3 separate regions of the Mus musculus genome follow, and regions 1 and 2 are each linked to region 3. The links are chromatin contacts, called in public HiChIP or PLAC-seq and promoter capture Hi-C maps. All regions are on one chromosome and are shown on one strand. Each heading gives the region's core, a stretch centred on a gene start, on an enhancer-like site or on the middle of the called end of the contact. The rest is flanking DNA. Distances are from core to core; before and after follow the strand shown. Region 1 holds the start of Rrp36 (ribosomal RNA processing 36 homolog (S. cerevisiae)). Region 2 overlaps AI661453 (expressed sequence AI661453). Region 3 has its middle 7.9 kb from the start of Gm52283.

Evidence for each region. Promoter capture Hi-C pulls out the DNA fragments that hold promoters and counts their contacts. HiChIP or PLAC-seq counts read pairs in DNA pulled down with a chosen protein or histone mark.
Region 1: an H3K27ac HiChIP or PLAC-seq map of large pre-B cells shows a contact between it and region 3, with 7 times the contacts expected there. The contact joins the promoter of Rrp36 here to the enhancer-like site in region 3. A contact is called at or near these places in 1 of 39 promoter capture datasets (cranial neural crest), 1 of 484 Hi-C or Micro-C datasets (B cells) and 2 of 115 datasets of contacts at active chromatin or transcription factors (embryonic stem cells and large pre-B cells).
Region 2: a contact with region 3 is called in a promoter capture Hi-C map of liver, with 3 times the contacts expected there. The contact joins two enhancer-like sites. A contact is called at or near these places in 1 of 39 promoter capture datasets (liver) and 1 of 115 datasets of contacts at active chromatin or transcription factors (pancreatic cancer cells).

The regions. Positions count from the first base shown.
Region 1 is chr17:46,672,258-46,676,479 of GRCm38.p6, forward strand. Rrp36 (ribosomal RNA processing 36 homolog (S. cerevisiae)) reads right to left here and starts at 2,069. Exons shown (of 7, transcript NM_144857.2): 1 at 1,940-2,069; 2 at 449-590; 3 at 268-334; 4 at 79-183. The coding sequence starts at 2,030. Klhdc3 (kelch domain containing 3) reads right to left here. Exons shown (of 12, transcript NM_027910.3): 11 at 4,059-4,137; 12 at 2,293-2,895. The coding sequence ends at 2,829.
Region 2 is chr17:47,442,794-47,447,066 of GRCm38.p6, forward strand. AI661453 (expressed sequence AI661453) reads left to right here. Exons shown (of 5, transcript NM_145489.2): 2 at 3,772-3,878. Among named protein-coding and RNA genes, the nearest start is that of AI661453, 8.3 kb to the left of the region's middle. Within about 2 kb of position 2,933, at least 32 of the 459 cell types and tissues checked have an H3K27ac peak or open chromatin away from gene starts, as enhancers often do. A contact at or near this core is called in liver, where this site is marked.
Region 3 is chr17:45,617,039-45,621,020 of GRCm38.p6, forward strand. It overlaps the pseudogene Gm25008. Among named protein-coding and RNA genes, the nearest start is that of Gm52283, 7.9 kb to the right of the region's middle. Within about 2 kb of position 2,118, at least 176 of the 459 cell types and tissues checked have an H3K27ac peak or open chromatin away from gene starts, as enhancers often do. A contact at or near this core is called in B cells, embryonic stem cells and liver, where this site is marked.

The DNA of each region.
Region 1 (4,222 bases), core at 819-3,318, 1.1 Mb after region 3:
CCGCTTCCTCCTCCCGAGGGGCCAGCATGCAGTCGGTTCCCCCTCCACGTGTACACAGAGCAGCCTCACACTACACACCTGCTTCTCTTTGGCTCGGATATCATTCAGGAACTGGTAAGTTTTGTCAAACACTTCAGGGTTATAGTCCCCTGACAGATCATCAAAGCGGGGGTCTCGGGCGACCTTTGCAAAACACAGAGAGAATATAATCCGCTTGTTTAAGTCTCCTGTCTCCAAGGAAGTCCTTGTTCCCTGCTCTTTCCTCACCTTTTTACTGATGGGCACCACCTGACGTAAGAATGGCACCCGGACTTTAGCTGACATTTCCAGAGGCCTGAGGAGAAATGAAAGGCCGGGGGTAAGTGCACTGCCGTCTTGGAGGAAGGTAACAGACATCTGTCAAAGTCCCGGGGAAGTTTTAACTCTGTGGGCAGGCTTTGGTCCTCACCGGTGCTTATCGGCGACACACACGGGTTGTTGGGGGCTTCGCGTTCTAGTGCTGTTTCCAGCTACCAATTGTTTGTGTGCCTTGGGTCTCCCTTGGCCCTGTAATCTCAACAGCTCCTCAAATGACATGTCAGATGTGTCTGCTGCAGGAAAAGGTCACACAACTCCGGTCAGTACCTCCCCACTGCAGGAAAAGTCTTCATCGGGCTAGGTTCAGAATATGAAAAGAACGCCCTGCCAGGCTGGACCACCTAAGTTAGAGCCTGGAGTCACATGGTGTAGGGAGGGGACAGACTGACCAAAGCTGTCTTCTGAGCTCCACGTCCACTTTGTAAGACACACACATGTACGTATACTTGCACAAGCGCGCGCGCGCGCGCGCACACACACACACACACACACACACACACACACACACACACATCAGATACATAGCAAAGACCATCCTTACTTGCTAGGCAGCACTGGTCGCCAAGGTGCTACTCTGTAATGTTGCTAGACAGGATCTGTGTAGCCTTGGCTGTCCTGGAACTTCCTCTGTAGATCAGGCTGGCCTCAAACTCAGAGCTCTGCCTGCCTCTGCCTCTAGAGCTCTGAGATTAAAAAGGCATGTGCCACCACCTCCTGGCCAGAACCTATTTATTTTTGCATAGTAAAAAAGAGTCTGATTTATCCCTCCCTGTGCTAATTTTCATGGTATTCTGAACTCAAAGCTCTCCAGTGGCTTCCATCTCCCTCAGCTTGGAAGTCACTGTGTCAAAGGGTCTCAACCTGAGTCTCAACTCCTTTGGGGAAGGTGTCCAAAGCCCCTTTCACAGGGGTTGCCTACGACCATCAGAAAACATATTTATATTACTATTCATAACAGTAGCAAAAATCACAGTTATGAAGTTGCAACAAAATAACTTTATGGTTGGGGTCACCAGTGTCACAGCATTAGGAAAGTCGAGAATCACTGGAATATGTAGACCAAGCTGGTTTGGAGTGCACAGGAATCTGGCTGCCTCTGCCTCCCGAGTGCTGGTCAGGCGTGTACTAACCCGCCTGGCTAAATACCCTTTTCTAGAGGTTAAGTGGACCGACAACGAACTTTTTGCTTTGCTGTTTGGTTATTCTTTATTTCCAAGTGCACGCATACAGTTTAGTTAGTCGCATCCCGCCCTACTAGACTTAGGAAGAACCCAAATCCTCCCTTTAAGAATATGCCCAGGCCTGGCCCGGAGACTTAAGACCTATAAACCCAGCACTTGGTAATAAGGCAGGGCGGCCAAGAGTTCGAAACTGGCCTGGGCCACATTATGAGACATCCCCGCCCTCCGTACCCCGCCCACCGCCATGTTCCAAACCAAACCAAACCAAACCACGAAACTTCTCCCAAAGTCGTAAAGCGGGAAGCACCCGCTCCTCTCGGCCTCCATTGAACCGCGGCACTCGGGCGGCTTCTGTTCCCGCAGCCAAACGCCTCCCGCTCACCCCAGCCTTAGGTCCTCACCCTTCAGCCGGTCGCCAGTCACCTCCCCGCCCTCCATAGCACGGTGAGGACCTTCGGCCTCAGCCCTAGCCCTAGAACCAGCCTTCCGCATGTCTTCCGTAGTCCGGGCTGAAAACTTGCACGACTTCCGCTCACGACGAGGTCCCACGTCCCACCCTTTCCGGAAGCCTGAGCCAATGTGCTGAGGGTTCTGCCAGAAGCACCGCCCCGCAGCCGTAGAACTTCACGTCTGCGGAGAGGCTGCCAGGCTCAGTGGCATCGGATTTCTTCAGATGCTTGGCCCTGAAGCCAGAACCGCAAGGGTGGCCCCTTTGCCTCCACCCCTCTATCGTAGTCGCCAGAAATAGGACACGTTTGGAGGTTTTAGGTTTTATAAAGTCAGAGCTGCCTGAGCTTCAGGGGTACAGCAACAGCTCAAGGAAGGGTGAAGCTGTCTGTTGGTCCCCACCACCGCGGGTTGGGGAGGGGGTTTCATGCCAACAGCCGAGGCTCCTCTCAGCTCCCGGGCGATGCTCAAGCAGGGAGAGGGTGGTCATGGGGAGAGGGAGGCTCCTGAGGCTCCAACACTGCTGGCTTCTCCCACTCCTGTCCCTTTCCAGCACACACAGCCTGGCTACCCAGCCAGACTGGGGCAGAGCAAAGGCCCAGGAGCGGTGGAGGGAGGTGGATGGGGACAGAGCACCAAGGGAAGGGGCCCTCGGCCCAAGGAGGGAGGGAAATGCCCTCCCCCAAAAAACTCCCCACTGAATTCACAGCACAGAAAACACCTCTAGTCCATCAACTCCACGTGGAGGTATACCGAGTCCAGGGTCCAAAGGGGCAGGCGGGTGAGAAGGGCAGGGGCAATGAAGACAAGAGAGGGCTCAGTAGGGGAGGCAGCATAAACTTCCTAGCCATGGGAGGAGACAATGGGGCGGCTGATATTGCTGTTGGTGGTCATGGCGTTGAGCTCCCACCTGGAAAGGTGAACAATGGGCAGAGAAGACCGGAAGAGGTGGTCTCTATGACAACAAAGCTATGACACAGCACCCTCCAAACTCCCACAGAGGGGTTAATCACCAGACCCCACCTACCACTACAACTCCCACCTCCTCCTACTCAACCACCTCCAGGTTCTCTGGGATTTCCTGTTTATGTTTATACAGACTTCTGAGCCTAAGCATCTGGCTCAGGTGTACCCATTTTAGTAAACACCCCAGGTACCTCTCCTGCTCTGCAGTCTGCAGCCAGCCAGGCAGCACTTCCCCCTCATCCTTACCAGAGCGTCAATCCCTTGTTGCCAATTTCCCTTATTTTAAGGCCCTGATTCAGACCTCCTGTTCTCCCTAAACTTTGGGACCTAAAGATTTTCCCATCCACCCCACCAACTTAAAAGTATGCTTCCCACACCACTTTCATTTTACAAAGACTTAAGTCTTCCTTATACAAGACTCTAAGCCGTGTACTCGGCATTAAGGTATTCGCACCCGTGTTAAATTGGGGCCAGTCTGGGATTCATTCTGTGAATTGGTGATTCTCTGTCACCAAAGGACACAGAGACCTTAACAAGCAAGAATTAGCCGGGTGTGGTGGCACACGCCTTTAATCCCAGCATTTGGAAGGAGAGGCCAGCCAGGTCTATACAGAGAAACCCTGTCTCGGGAAACCAAAAAATAAAAAATAAAACCTGGCTCAAGGAGGCAGGAATGTCTTAGAATGACCAAGAGGAGGCAATGTCTCATGGAGTGACTTTTGGTGCTCAATTTGAACTCAATACGGGCAAGAAATAGGAACCTCTCTCCATTCCTGACCTAAGGGAGTCCAGAAACTCTTCAACCTTCTTTGTAGTCAACCCTGAAATTTAGTCAAAATACATCACGAAAACAAACAAAACTATGTAGGGCAGCAGAGCTTCTGAGCGTGGCTCGAACAATCCAGAATGTTTTCTTCCAGAGCTGATTGATAGCTGTCACGTGATGGCAGCACCTTTACCTCCTTCCTGTTCCTCACAAAAATCTCCTCTCCAGCAGACAGAACTGTCCGCTGCTGCAGGACATTGGTTGAGAGCTAATCAGGTCACACCTGTGCTGGCCACTGAGCCTTAGCCAAGCCTTCCCTCCTCTGCAGCCACCTGCCTTACCTGATGTCATGGGGCAGACAGGACTGGTCCAGGCTATACTGAATCACCGCCAGCTTGCACAGAGTCTTCAGACTAGGGCCTGTATTGGAGGAGCTGGAGGTCAGTCAGAGCAGGGAAAGGTCCCATCCTGCTCACCACCCAGAGACAGAGAACCTGACAGTAGA
Region 2 (4,273 bases), core at 1,683-4,182, 1.8 Mb after region 3:
CACACACGCATGTGATAGCTCAGAGCAGGAGGAGAGCCTGGCATGTTCTATGGCTATGGTGGGAAGCAGGGTGGTTTCCTAGCAGACATAAGACTTGGGTTCAATTACTAGGACTGTAAGATAAAGAATAGTGCCTACACCAGGCAGGGTAACAAGACCTTTCTTAAAGAAAAAAGTACACGGGTCATAGTATATGCTTAGTAAAAGCTTAATATCAGTAGCTTGATATATACTAGCCATTAATTTATGGATTGATTTCCTTGCTACTCTGGACAGATCTAGGATTTAGAGACTACAAGCTAAGTCACTGTCCCAGAATATCTTGACCTCAATGACCATGGAGGTCCGTCACCAGATTTTGGCCCTAAGAATAGAAAGCATTTTACCAAAGGATTTCAACCTGAATTCTGTGGGAACAGATGCAGATTTCATGGCTCCTCCTCTTGGGTGGAGGAGTAGGGAAAAAGGACTCAAGAGTCTGCCAGCAGCTTGTGGTGAGTCCCCGGCTTCCTAAGGCATCCCCCAGGTAACACACACATACATAGAGGCATGTGCATGCCTCACCCAGGCCAGAGAACCAGGCATGCCCTGTTAGGGAGCGACATCGAGAGCCAGGCCGTGTGAGATGCCACACTGACCTGTAAACCTGACGCTATGGGGGGCTTTGTGGCTTTGACCCAGTCCCTTCCACTGTGGGCCTCAGTCCTTTCAAGAAGGCAGCCCCAAGCATCAAGAGCTCACAATGAATCATGGCCAGGAAGCAAGAGGCCATTTCCCCCCTGATCTCCCTTACCCCATGGTACCCCATTACAAGTGCTCCTTATACTTTACAGGGGATGCGACTTGATTCAGGCTCGAAGCCTTAAACGCTTAGCAGGAAAAAAGGAGATGAGGGGACCAGTGGTGATGCTGATGGTGCTGATGGTGCTGGTGCTGATGGTGATAACGTGCTTGTGCTTTCTTGGGCTTTTAAAAAAATTACATTTGATTTAGTGGTGCGTGTGCACATGTGTGTTTCTGTGTCCTCAAAGCCATTGTGTGAAGCAAAGGGCAACTGCAGCAGCCAATTCTCCCCTTCTCCCATGTGGGTCCCAGGGATGACTCTCAGGTCAGGCTGGGCAGACAGTGCCTTTACCTGGGGCTAGCTTCCCAACCCTTGGTCTATCTGTGGTTTGGTTAAGACTCACACCTTGTTTACAGGCTCTTAGCATCTTAGGACACTCCTAAAGGCCCTCCTGGAGGTCTGAGTGTAGGTCTTTGTCCTTTCTGGCCTTCCAAACCTCTCCTACCACCCCCACGCCCCATCCGGGGCATGCATGACACTCCCGAAGCTTCTGGGCACACAGCCCCTTCCAGCGGACAGACTGAGTAGAGAGAAGGCTGCCTGACTGCGGAGAAGACAGGGCCTGGTTTTCTGACTGAGCCCTGTCCAGCCTCCTTCCAGGCACCTCCTCCTCTGTCCCCGGCCTGAAGAGGGGCTGCTTTTCAGGAAGGCCCACTTCACTGTTCTTGACTCTGATCCACAGAGTTTCAGCTACTTCAAGAGGAAGTCCCCACGTGGGAGGGCTTCTGACAGTCTATGTGGTTCTGGTTCTTGGCCTTGAGTCTGGAGAGAAAAAAAACAATTTGACCTTGAGCTCTTGAAAGACCTGGCTTGTGGTGGCCATACTGAGACTTAGGTGGAGGAGGGCCTAGATTGAGCCTGTCAGCCTGCCCACGGGTCCCTTCCGGGTACAGTGGCCTGGTGATGCACGTCTTTATCCCTGCACTAACAAGGCAGAGCAGGTGGGCCTCTCTGAGTTTCACATCAGAGCTATATAAGAAATCTCTCTTTCTCTTTTTTTCTCTCTCTCATACTCTGTGTGTGTGTGTGTGTGTGTACACATATATATGTATACATGTATGTTGTGGGTCCTGGGGAATCACAAACAGGTTGCAAGCCTTGGCCGTTGGTACTTTTTACCCACTAAGCCATCTCACCAGTCCAAGTTTTTGTTTTATTTTTGAGACAAGGTCTCAGTGTAGCCCAGGCTAACCTAGAAGTCACTGCATAGCCTAAGCTGGCTTTGAGCTCCTAGCTAGCATTCCTGTGTCATCAGTCCCTTGACCACCAGTATTTGAGAGGTGAAGCCACCAGGGACCAATGCCAGCAACAGTGTCCAGGCGTCAGGGCTGGGTCGTGGGGCCTGTGAGACAGTGATGACAGAATGCCCACCCTCTCGGGCACACGAAGGGGTCGGGCTCGGAACAGGCTCTGTTCTAGACACCTGTGGGCTTCGGCAGTCAGCGTTCCCTGCTTCATGATACCCATGGTCTGTGTGCACAGTCCACAGACCAGAGCCTGACAAGCCAGACCAGGACATCATGTTCACTCCCAGTGCTCTGAGAACTGTGTTCTGGAACAATGGTGGGCACAGTGGAGCTGTTATCCGGGGACCCGTGGGGGGATGGAGAGTCTCGAGTGCGCCCTGCCACCACCTCCCATCGCTGGGTACCCTTATTACATCAAACACCCCCCCCCCCCGAGTCTTCTGGAGCAAAAGCCACCTGCACAATTCTGAATTCTGTTCAATTTCCTCCTAAAATGTGTACGGTTGTTTTCTAACCAGCACCACCAAGGGTCTGGTTCATTGGGATTTATTTATTTGGGACAGGGTATCACGATGCAGACTTGGCTACCCTGGAACTCTGCCTGCCTTTGCCTCCTGAGTTCTGGGATTAAAGGCGTGCACCACTACCCTGGGCTCTATTTAATTGTGAGATTCTGACCTCTTTCCTCTCTGGCTGGAGAGAAGAAGGTCCCTCATTCCCTCAGGTCTGTTAAATAGGGCAACCGCCTTCTGTACGTATGACCCACAAAGCAGGAGGCCTGTGGATGTGACAGTACGCACGGACGTGGGAGGAAATGGCGAATTCTTATCAGTGGTGTCAAAGGTCGTGAGAGAGACTGGTTGTGAACCTTGCAACTCACTGGTCCGTGGCTTTAGGTACAGCCCAGAGCAGGGTCTGGAGGGTCTATTCTGTGTCATCTTCCCTCCGGGTTAGGGATCACATTTAGTTCAGTCCCTCTGTATACTGGCCACACGTATACCCCATAGCTGATATATAAAGTTGACATTCTCACTTCCGTTGGGCAGATAGGACACCTAAGGTTTGGGGGAGGTTAAACAACGTTTACAACCAGTGGGATTTTTTTTTAATGTATTTTTGCTGCACTAATTCTTTTGCTCTCTCTCTATTCTGCAGTCAAGGGTACACTGAAGCAAGATGGCACGCGCACACACAGACACACACAGACAAGGGCACGGACACACAATGGTGGTGGTGGGTTGGGGTCAGGAAGTGCTTGACCTAGAGAGGGGTGCTGGCCACAGGGGACAGCAGGAGGCTCCTCTGCTCTGCTTGTTCCAGATTAGCAATGCAAACACTTGAGAGAAATGTCAGATAAGCTTCGCCCTCCACCGCCCAGGCCTCTGCCTGGCTCTCAGGGGCAGGTGCTGTGTGAATGTGGAGGGCTGGAAGGGTGTACTGGAGGGTGTCAGGAGAGTGATGGCGGCTGTGGGCCAAAGCCTCGGGCACCCACCCCAGTCTGCTCCACAACGGGACCTCGCCATTTCCACAAGCAATCTCATCGCCACAACCACGGGATCTCACTGTGTTAGAGTGTGAAAGCCCGCAACCCCAAGGCTTGGTTTCCTCTCTGGGATCTGCAGGTGGCCTGGTCCCCTTCTTTGACGCCCAGCTCACTGCACCCCTCTCTGCCTTTCATAGATGGGATCTATTATGGAGACAATCGGTTCAACACTGTGAGCGAATCGGGAACAGCCACGCTGAAAGCCCGGCCACGAGTCCGGCCCCTGTTGACTTTCATTCCTCTGGTGAGTATGCTCACTGCCCAGAGTCTGTTCTAGGTGGGCCACCTCACCTGCCAAAAATGGAGCAGGTCTGCCACATCCGCCTCGCCCACTGTCCACTCCCTTCCTTCCTGATGCCAACCCGGGGAGGCTTCTGGGAAGAGGCAGGGCTGAGACTCATAGCAGGAAGCTCGAGATCAGGAGAGGCACCCAGTGGTGGGGGCCAACTTGAACCCAGCAGGAGTTTTTTTTTTTCTCATTCCTGATGGCCACTGGTTGCCTGCCTGCCAGGCCCTGGATGCAGGGAGGATGTAGTTGGCATTACTTGTGCCCGCTCTAGGAGATGCTGCCCAGTAGAGCATTGGCCAGGCAGAGGCAGCCGGTGTTATTTACAAGGGATGATCAAGAAGGGCTTCCTG
Region 3 (3,982 bases), core at 868-3,367:
GTTGTGATACATACCACCCAGCTTAAGGGGGGGGGGCACACAGTTTATTACAGTTTACACTTCTACCCTGTAGTCCACCATTGAAGGAAGTCAGGCAAGAACTCAAGGCAGGAACCTGGAGGCAGGAGCTGAACCAGAGGCCATGGGCAAGTGCTGCTTACTGACCTGCTCAGCTTGCTTGCTTGTTTGCCTTTTGCTTTTGCTTTTTCTGTTTTTGTTGTTGCTGCTGCTGCTGTTGTTGTTGTTGTTGTTGTTGTCGTATTTTGAGACAGGGTTTCTCTGTGTAACAGTCCTGGCTCACCTAGAACTCACTATGCAGACCAGACTGGTCTCAAACTCACAGAGATCAGCCTGCCTCTGCCTCTCCAGAGCTGGGATTAAAGGAACGTGCCTTCTTTCTTACTAACCAGGAGCACTGACCCCACCCTCCACGGTTGGCTCTCCTGAGACAACCATTAACCAAGAAGATGCCTCGGAATCCTGGCCACAGATCCTTCTGGTCCAGACATTTTCTCAGTCAAGGTTCCCTTTTCCCAAATGACTCCAGCTCGTGTCAAGTCTGCAGGGAGCTAAACAGAACATCTCTGCAAACACATACCCACGTGGAGATATAACTCACGTGGAGATATAACTTACGTGGAGATATAACCCACGTGGAGATATAACTGAGTGAAGTCATAAAAGTTTCAAAACAGGGAGTGGGGTTGTAGCTGGGTTGCTAGAGTTGATCACTTAGCGTGTAGGAAACCCTAGGTCCAATTCCCTGTAACTCCAGCCCTGGGAGGTAGAAGCAAGAGGGTCAGAAGTTCAAGGTCATGCTCCACTACATTGGGAATCCAATGCCGGACCTGGAGTGTCTAAGCAAACACAACAAAGAAGAAACAAAACTAAAACTGAGCAAAACAAAACAGCAACCAGCAAAACCAGGTGTGATTAAGTTGACAGATCTAACTGTGCAGGTCCAATCTCAGCTCATCTGTTACTGAATGGAATCTTCCGCAAAGCAGTCAGTAGTTCAGTTTACCTTTCTGTGAAATGTAACTGATCAGACAGGGCAGAACCTAGTGTAGAAAACGTAACAGTAGGAACGTTCTTATGTGGTTAGGTATGGTGGACCATGTCCCCAACCCCAGCTCTTAGGAGGTACAGACGGGGGAGCAGGAGTTCAAGATTCTTCTCTGCTGCTTAGTGAGTTGGAGACCAGCCTGGGCTCCATGAGAGCCTTTCTCAAATACAACAACAACAACAGCAACAACAACAACAACAAGACACTATCTGGGCTGTCAAGATGGCACAGTAAGTAAAGATGCTTGCAAGCCTGCTGGCCGGAGTTCACTGGAAACTGAATAAAAGGTCTAACTCCACACAAGTTGTAAGACAACCTGCATAGGCACACAGCAACACAGGCATATTCCCAAGCAGAATAAAATAAAATAAAATAAAATAAAATAAAATAAAATAAAATAAAATAAGTTTTAAAAAGTACATTGAGCCAGGTGTGGTGGCGCATACCTTTAATCCCAGTACCTGGGAGGCAGAGGCAGGCGGATTTCTGAGTTCGAGGCCAGTCTGGTCTACAAAGTGAGTTCCAGGACAGCCTGAGCTATACAGAGAAATCCTGTCTCGAAAAAAAAAAAAAAAAAAGTACATTGAAAAACCCAGTCCTTCTAGGTTGTTTATCACACTGCTGTCTGCAGGTGCACAGAGCTCTAGGCCTTTATAATTCTCACCTCCGTGTTTGTTTTGTTTTTTTCCTTTGACGGATGAATGAACACATTCACAGGGAACCTTGGTGACAGAAGAAGTTGGGAGCAAGGCAGATGTGGTACAGAGGTTTGCACATCAAACTGAATGGGCTGCGGTGGCCCCAGCTGGAGAGCTGGGTCGCGCAGGACAGTTTGAAGCCATTCATTCCTCTAAGCCTCAGACTCATTCAGTATTCACTAGGTATGGGCTCTAAAAACCAGTGAGGCCCAAATGTCAGTGAAAAACTCTCAATGCACGGTCAGGATGGGAGACACAACAGGAAATGGGAAGTTTCTGTCCAGAGGTCATAAAAGCAGGTCAGAGAAGGGAGGGGGGAGGCGGAAAGAGGAGTGGCTAGAGAAGGAGGCGGCCCCTAGACAGGGTCTCCAGGAGGAAGTAGGTCGGGCAATGCCTTTCAACGGGTAGGGTGGGTGCTTTAGGAGGGGGGTTCAAGGAAGAAAGGATCTGAGCAAGGACGAGTAGCCAAGTAATGAACAGACTGAATTTAAAAACTGCCTAATGAACTCAAGGCCGGGGCCACAAACAAAGCCTGAGGGAGTCTTCGACATCCCTCTGGGTAGGTGGCAGTAACCAAAAAGAAGCATCCCGAAGTCCTTGGGGAGGTGACAGCGGGACTCAGACACCGGAAGGAAGGTGATTCCAAGGCCCCAGGAGACCCAGAGTTTGAAGGCCAGGCCGGGAGAGGTGGGTGTCAAGGAGAGACAGTGACGCCGCTGTGGGGATGAACAGGCAGGAAACTCCCACTCTGTGGCCTGCGCTGGGAAGCAGAGTAAACACGGAGAGAGGAAAAGGGAGCTGCAGGCTCCCCAGAGGTCCTAGAAGTAAATACATAGGCAGAGAGCCACAGGATCCCGGAGGAAGATAGAGCAGGAAGTGGTTTCCCCGGGAGGCAGACTTCAAGGCAGTTTTCTGTGTCTTACCGAGAATATGCTAAGCGGTTTTTGTTTTGTGTTGGGCTTGGGGAATCAGAACCCTGGGGAAACTAGATAAGCATTCCATCCTTTGGTTATGATCTGCAGCTACCGAAATCAGGACACACAAGACCCCAATAGGCCAAATGTCATGAGGAAGAGAGGCAGGGCTCGGTGGTAGATGCCTGGGAGAAAACAGATCTACCGGAGTGAAGGAGCAAATGTCTATGTGATAGATATTAACCAACCCCAGTGGAAAGACAGTGTCAAGAGGAAAGACATGCAACCGTTGTGGCTGACAAACGTCTCATCTTCCTAAAACGGAACTAGTTCCTAGGGGCTGGGGAGGGGCTCAGCCAGTCAGGTGGTAAAGGGCTTGCTGCACAAACGTGGAAACTTCAGTTTGAACCTAGGAGATTATGTGTGTCTATGTGTAGTGTTTGCCTGCAATCCCAGGGCTAGAGAGGTGGAGACAGGACCCACTTCGTGTTTGTTATGTATAGCTAAATCTCCTAGACAATTTCATACTGGCTTCCTGGGTTAGATGAAATAGCACATGAAGTGGAAACTTCCAGTTTCTTTGGAAAGTTAGTTCTGTCGAATGATGTTTTGTTGGGGCACATAGATGAGAGCATGTCTTGCTAAAGTGAACACTTTAAAGACTTGTTTTCTTGAAGCAGACAGGGTTGAAAGGATATTTTGATATAGCGAACACGTGGGAGGATCTGTGATGAAGGAATATAAATAGGACCCCACAGGACAGTGGCAGTGTCATCACAAGTTGAGCTCAACAAGGCCACTTAAGGTGAACCAACACATGTGTGTCCTTAGCAAAGAATAATGAAATAGAGCAAACCAATGTTCAGTGCTCTTTAAAGGTCTTTGTGTTCCTTTTCACAGTGAGACTGATAGATAAAAGCCCAACAAACGTGCTCACTTCGGCAGCACATATACTAAAAAAAAAAAATTGGAACGATACAGAGAAGATTAGCATGGCCCTGCGCAAGGATGACACACAAATTCGTGAAGCAGTCCATATTTAAAAAAAAAAAAAAAAAGCCCAACAAACATTGACATTCACAGTCTTGGTTTTTATGGAGATCTCTTTGTCTGTGATATATATTACATAAAATAAATAGATCTTTTTTTAAAAGATCTATTTATTTATTTTATTTATGTGAGTACACTGTAGTTGTCTTCAGACACACCAGAAGAGGGCGTCAGATCTCATTATGGATGGTTGTGAGCCACCATGTGGTTGCTGGGAATTGAACTCAGGACCTTTGAAAGAGCAGTCAGTGCTC